Linked DNA regions of Pan troglodytes: region 1 is linked to region 2. Evidence: chromatin contacts called from public Hi-C data. All regions are on one chromosome and are shown on one strand. The core of a region is the stretch at or near the end of the contact, and the rest is flanking DNA. Distances in the headings are between cores, read along the strand shown.

Region 1 (2,913 bases), core at 32-2,531, 150 kb before region 2:
CGATCTTGGCTCCCTGCAACCTCCGCCTCCCAGGTTCAAGTGATTCTCCTGCCTCAGCCTCCCCAGTACCTGGGATTATAGGCACCTGCCACCACGCCCGGCTAATTTTCGTATTTTTAGTAGAGACGGGGTTTCACCATCTTGGCCAGGCTAGTATTTAACTCCTGACCTTGTGATCCACCCGCCTCGGCCTCCCAAAGTGCTGGGATTACAGGCGTAAGCCACCGCGCCTGGCCAAGATTTCATCTTTTTACCTCATATTTCTTAGGAATTTAATGGTTATATGTTGTCTTTTTTCCCATGCCTTTTGGCTCAAGCAACACGTGTATCAGTGTTGACTTTTTCTTTCTTTGATCTAGTTAAAAAAAAAACCACATAATAATTCTTTGAAGAAAGGAAGGGGTTAATTTTTTCCCCTAGCACTTTCTTGAAGATCAAGGACTTTATCGATGAAAAAGTAGTAAATAGTTATTTGTAACCTGTGTGAAGCAGCAGCCTGACTTGAAGTCGTCCGTTCTTGCTAATGGTTACACCAGTGAATACTAGTGGAATTGTTTGGGCTGATTTTAGTTTCTCTTAATCAAAATTACTAGATGATAGAATTCAAGAACTTGTGCATGTTATTACTTGGTGTATCGATAATTATTTAAAAGTAAAGACTCTTTGTCATGCAAAACAAAAGGAGTTTGAGGCTCAGCTACTAAGCTGCTGGTTACAGAACCACTTTGCTAAACAGTAATTTTATACATCCCCACTCCGTGGTGGCTTATGAGAAATTCAATCCCTGATTGTAGTCCTCAAGCAAAATAACTCTTGACAATCATTAGGCCTCTGCAAGTGTGGGAATGAGGCCCGGCCGGGGGGAGGAGCGCACGCTCTCAGCCACGCCCCGCCCGGTGCCCGCCTTCGCCCCGCCCAGTCGTCGCCGGAGGTCACAGGGCCCAAGCTCCTAGAGGCGTGGCCAGGCCCCAGGCCCCACCCCTCTCCCCTGCGCTCTAGCAGGCTCGATCCATGCTCCGCCCCCAATCCAAGGCCCTGGCCCCTCCGCCTGCACCTGGCAGGCCCCGCCTCTTAGAACCCGACACCTCCGCCTGCGCAGGCCCGCTCCCCGGTCCTGTCTCTCAGGCCCCGCCCCCAGGTCGCGTCTCCAAAGTCCCGTCCCTCAGGCCCCGCCCTCAGGCCCCGTCTCCTAGGCCCCGCCCCCTCCGCCTGTTCCAGCGCGCGCCCGTCCCTAGGCCTCGCCCCCAGATCCGGGCCCCACTCCTCCGCCCGCAACTGCGCAGGCCTGTCCTCTAGGCCACACCCCCAGGTTCCCGCCCCGCCCTTCCGCCTGCGCCTGCGCAGGCCCGCTCCCCGAGCCCTGCCAACCATGGTGAATTTGGGTCTGTCCCGGGTGGACGACGCCGTGGCTGCCAAGCACCCGGTGAGAAGGCCGGTCTGGGACGCGGGCCTCAGACCCCACAAGCTGACCTGAGCGAGACGGGGGGCTGGGGCGTGGGGGTGCCTTCGTCAGGGAAGAGTGGCGGAGGCTGGGGGCACTCTCTTGCTAAGGGGCTCAGGGCGTCCGGGTTGGCATCGGGGAGGTGGGACGTGTCCAAGTGCCCAGGGTCTCACTCCTCCACAGCCAGGGTGTGCCCAGAGGAGGGACAGGAGAGGCGGTGAAGGAAGAGGGCAGGGGATCGAGCCTTCACCCGCCTCTGCCACCCCAGGGACTCGGGGAGTATGCCGCATGCCAGTCACACGCCTTCATGAAGGGCGTTTTCACCTTCATCACAGGTAGGCTGCGTCCAGGTGTCCTGCGGCTGGGAGAGAACGCACCCTCCTGCCCTGCCCTGGCTCCCCAGCAGGGGGCGCCAAGTCACCTGCCCGCAGGTGCTGGGGGCCTGGCAAGGTGGGCCCTGGCCATCCCCGGGTACAGGTTGATGGGGACCTCGGCTCTTTGCAGGCACTGGCATGGCCTTTGGCTTGCAGATGTTCATTCAGAGGAAGTTTCCATACCCTTTGCAGTGGAGCCTCCTAGTGGCCGTGGGTGGGTACTCCAGGGCCCCTGCCTGGGCTCTTTGAGGGGTGGGTTTCTGCTAGGGTTGGGGCTGTGGTTCTGCGTCCCTGACTCTGACGTGGAGCCCCAGGTCTCGGCGGGAGCCCCACCTGAGCCCACCCACCACGTCTGTCAGGAAGTAGCCTGTGCCCGGTTCTCTTAGCCTGGGAAGCACAGAGGCCCCAGCCCTCTTCCATTTCCTGCTCCACAGTTGCAGGCTCTGTGGTCAGCTACGGGGTGACGAGAGTGGAGTCGGAGAAATGCAACAACCTCTGGCTCTTCCTGGAGACCGGGCAGCTCCCCAAAGACAGGAGCACAGGTGAGAGAGCCTGGGGGTTAGCGAGAAGTGAATGCCACAGCTCCAGCACCCAGAGTTTTGGGCAGCCAAGCCTGGGTGCACCATGCGATAGCCTAGACAAGGTCCCTCCCTCTGGCCCAGCCTCCTCAGCATGTGACTCCCAGATGGGTTGGAGCTGGGGGTGGGCGCAGTAGACAGATCTTGGAGAGCTCCCTTTGAGGAGAAAGAACCAAGAGGGGCTGGGGTGCCCCTGAGATTGAGAGGAAGGGTACAGAGTGAAGGGTGTGGCAAGGCCACAGCAACCACGTGGGCACCCAAGAGGAGTGAGGCTGGACTGAGAAGCCCCGCATTGGACCCAGGCCTGGCCCCCACTGCCTGTTGTCCTTGTTACGGAACCCAGTTTCTGCCATGATAAAATGGGCACAGGGATGCCAAGCCACGATGGATGTGGTTCGAGCTTGTCTCTCTTTGCCTTTTACAGATCAGAGAAGCTAGGAGAGCTCCAGCAGGGGCACAGAGGATTGGGGGCAGGAGGAGTCTGGAACACAGCCTTCATGCCCCCTGACCCCAGGCCGAC
Region 2 (2,753 bases), core at 246-2,745:
ACCCACCCCCCCCACCACCACCTGGTTGGAACGCCTGGGTCCTGGGACCTCCGTGCTGCGGCAGAGCTGGGTGGGGTGTGCAGGACACCTGGCGGTCCTCACCTTCACAGTGCAGTCCTTGGAGCAGGACGCGAACTGGTACCCGGAATGGGAGAAGCTGAGGTGCAGGACCTGGTCTGTGTGTTCCCGCAGCGTCTGCACCTCCACGCAGGGCACCGTGTCATACAGCCGCTGGAACTCCTCGTACCAGGACATGGCCGCTGCGGGTGGGCAGTTGTCAGTCCTGGGCCCGGGCCTTCCTCCTCGCAGTTACGGCCATGAGCTGAGTGTGGCCCCAGCAGTCCTGGCAGGCCCCGTGGTGCCCCTGGAACCCACTAGTCATGGCATAGGCCTCGGCTGGGGGATTCAACCCTGTAGCTCACAGAGACCCCTGTACCCCCCACCCCCCAAGTGACCTAGTGAACCCTCTGGCCTCCAAGCTCTGAGGGGCGCCTGTGCTGTGTCCGGACAGGCCTCCATCAGGGTGTGAGGGTGTGAGCATGCACACTCGGGGCCGCGGGGCGGGTCCCCAGCCAGGCTGACCCCCAAGCGCAGGGGCCCGGGGCCCTGGCTGCAGAACGTGGGTAGGCGCCCCACACGCCACTGACCTGGGTGTCGGGGCACGTCGCGGGCCACCTGGTAGTAGCGGTAGAACTGCTCCCTCCACAGGAACTCGTCCCGCGACACGGCCTGCCATTGGCGGCACACCAGCCCGGCGGCCAGCACGTCGGCCGGGCCCAGGCTCAGGAAGATCTGGTAGACCAGGCTGTCGGGGAGCAGGGGCGTGCCGCCCTCGTCCATCGTGACATTCTGCCCAGGCGGCCCTGAAACCCACCAACGGCTGCCCTCAGCCCAGGCCCGGGAAGGGAGGCCGAGAGCAGGCGTCCTGTTCCTCCAGCCCCAACCGTCCCGCCGGGAGTTCCACGGGGCTGCGTGTCTGCAGGGGACGCCCGGGCACCGCCGCCCAACCAAGGACCCGGCAGCTCCGGGCGGGCCGGGCCGGCCCCTCTCCGCCGCGTCATCCCCCGGCCTCCTGCGGCCGGCAGCGGGCGCCCCTCAGCCCGCCAGGGCCCGGACCGCCGCACGCGAAGCACGGGGACACCAGGCGCCGTCCGGGGACGGGCTTCCACCGAGAGGAAGCTCGGGGCGGCCAGGCAGTGGCCTCCGCCCTGCGGCCCTGGAGAAGCTCTGCCCGGCGGGCTCGGGGCGGACGGCGGGGACGAGCGCACGGGCGGCCTCGGGGCTCCTGCACTCGCCCAAGGCGGGCGGGGCCGACGAGGCGGGACCCCCGAGGGCCGCAGGCGCACTCACCACGGCCGCCTCCGCCCGCTGCGCCGCCCCCGCCCTGCGCGACCCGGACCCGCTTCCGCTGCAGCAGCCGCTCGGACCGCCGCCCCCGCCCAACGGGGAGCCCGCCAGGCTCGACGCCACGAGCCCCGAGGCATCGATGGCCGAGGAAGGCAGAGCGCGCGGGTAGCCCGCATCCGCCCCTCGTGCGCCTGCGCCTTGGGCTCCGGCGGCCTGGCCGGCTTTTCTTTGTGCGCCTGCGCGCACTCGGGCGCGTTAGAAACAGCGCCCCTTGTGGCCAGCGGGCGGCGGTCGTGGGCGGGGTTGCAGGCGAGGCTCAACGACCGCTGGTTCGGGACCCGCCTCCGGCGCTCCCTGTTGCCGGGCCCTGAGCAAGTGGCTTCGTGAACCCCGTGACGTTGGCCATGGAGATAAGACCACTGGGTGATGGTTTAAGGAAGATAACGTGTAAAGGGCTAAGGACTGTCAGTGGAAATCAGGGGTGCAGGAGAAATGGATAAACAGCCAGAGGTCAACTCGGACTTTGTACGTGGGACATGGTGCCAGGGCCCTGCCAGGAAGTGCAGATCGAAGCTAGGCTCACGAGGAGGCTGGAGGTGGGGGGTGGGGCTGGCCCAGGGCTGGGGTTGGGGAGGCAACGGATGGACATGGACTTCCTGGGCTGGGCTCTGTGACAGCAGAGTAGACTCTGTCCTGGGACTTGGTGGTGCTACCCTTGGCCTCCCACAGTCCTGCCACCCTGCCGCCGCCACCATGCTGCCCCCTGGGACTGTGACCCTCTTGACTCTGCTCCTGGCAGCTGGCTCGCTGGGCCAGAGGCCTCAGAGGCCACGCCGGCCCGCATCCCCCATCAGCACCATCCAGCCCAAGGCCAATTTTGATGCTCAGCAGGTAGAAGTTGTGGGGGGTAGAGGGAGGAACGTGAAGTTTTTGGGCCGGGGGAGGAGGGTAGAGGGAGGCAGGTAGAAGTTGTGTGTCAGGGGGGAGAGGGTGAAGTTGTGGGAGGGGTAGAGGGAGACAGGTAGAAGTTGTTGGGGGGGGAGAGGGAAGCAGGTGAAGTTGTGGGGGGTGTAGAGGGAAGCAGGTGAGGGGCCCTCCCACAGTGCCCTCGAGTTCTCCCATGGTCTGCCCCCAGTTTGCAGGGACCTGGCTCCTTGTGGCTGTGGGCTCCGCTTGCCGTTTCCTGCAGGAGCAGGGCCACCGGGCCGAGGCCACCACACTGCATGTGGCTCCCCAGGGCACAGCCATGGCTGTCAGTACCTTCCGAAAGCTGTGAGTCCCAGAGCAGCCCTGCACCCTAACCCCAACCCTCCTCTCAGCCCCCAGACTTCAGCCCTGCTCTGGCCCCTGACCCCACCCCGGCTGTGGCCTGGACTACGATTCCTGGATGGGGTCTCCCAGCCTGT

What was found. A called contact is a pair of places that touch in the nucleus more often than the background predicts.
Region 1: a contact with region 2 is called in a Hi-C map of stem cell-derived neural progenitor cells, with 5 times the contacts expected there. The contact joins the promoter of TMEM141 here to the promoter of FBXW5 in region 2. A contact is called at or near these places in 1 of 7 Hi-C or Micro-C datasets (stem cell-derived neural progenitor cells) and 1 of 1 datasets of contacts at active chromatin or transcription factors (stem cell-derived excitatory neurons).

What each region holds. Positions count from the first base shown.
Region 1 is chr11:1,664,709-1,667,621 of NHGRI_mPanTro3-v2.0_pri, reverse strand. TMEM141 (transmembrane protein 141) reads left to right here and starts at 1,281. Exons shown (of 5, transcript XM_001162853.7): 1 at 1,281-1,423; 2 at 1,710-1,776; 3 at 1,946-2,029; 4 at 2,250-2,357; 5 at 2,818-2,913. The coding sequence starts at 1,370. The coding sequence ends at 2,831.
Region 2 is chr11:1,511,486-1,514,238 of NHGRI_mPanTro3-v2.0_pri, reverse strand. FBXW5 (F-box and WD repeat domain containing 5) reads right to left here and starts at 1,495. Exons shown (of 9, transcript XM_016962200.3): 1 at 1,351-1,495; 2 at 648-863; 3 at 103-260. The coding sequence starts at 840. C8G (complement C8 gamma chain) reads left to right here and starts at 1,960. Exons shown (of 7, transcript XM_016962201.3): 1 at 1,960-2,238; 2 at 2,483-2,619. The coding sequence starts at 2,101.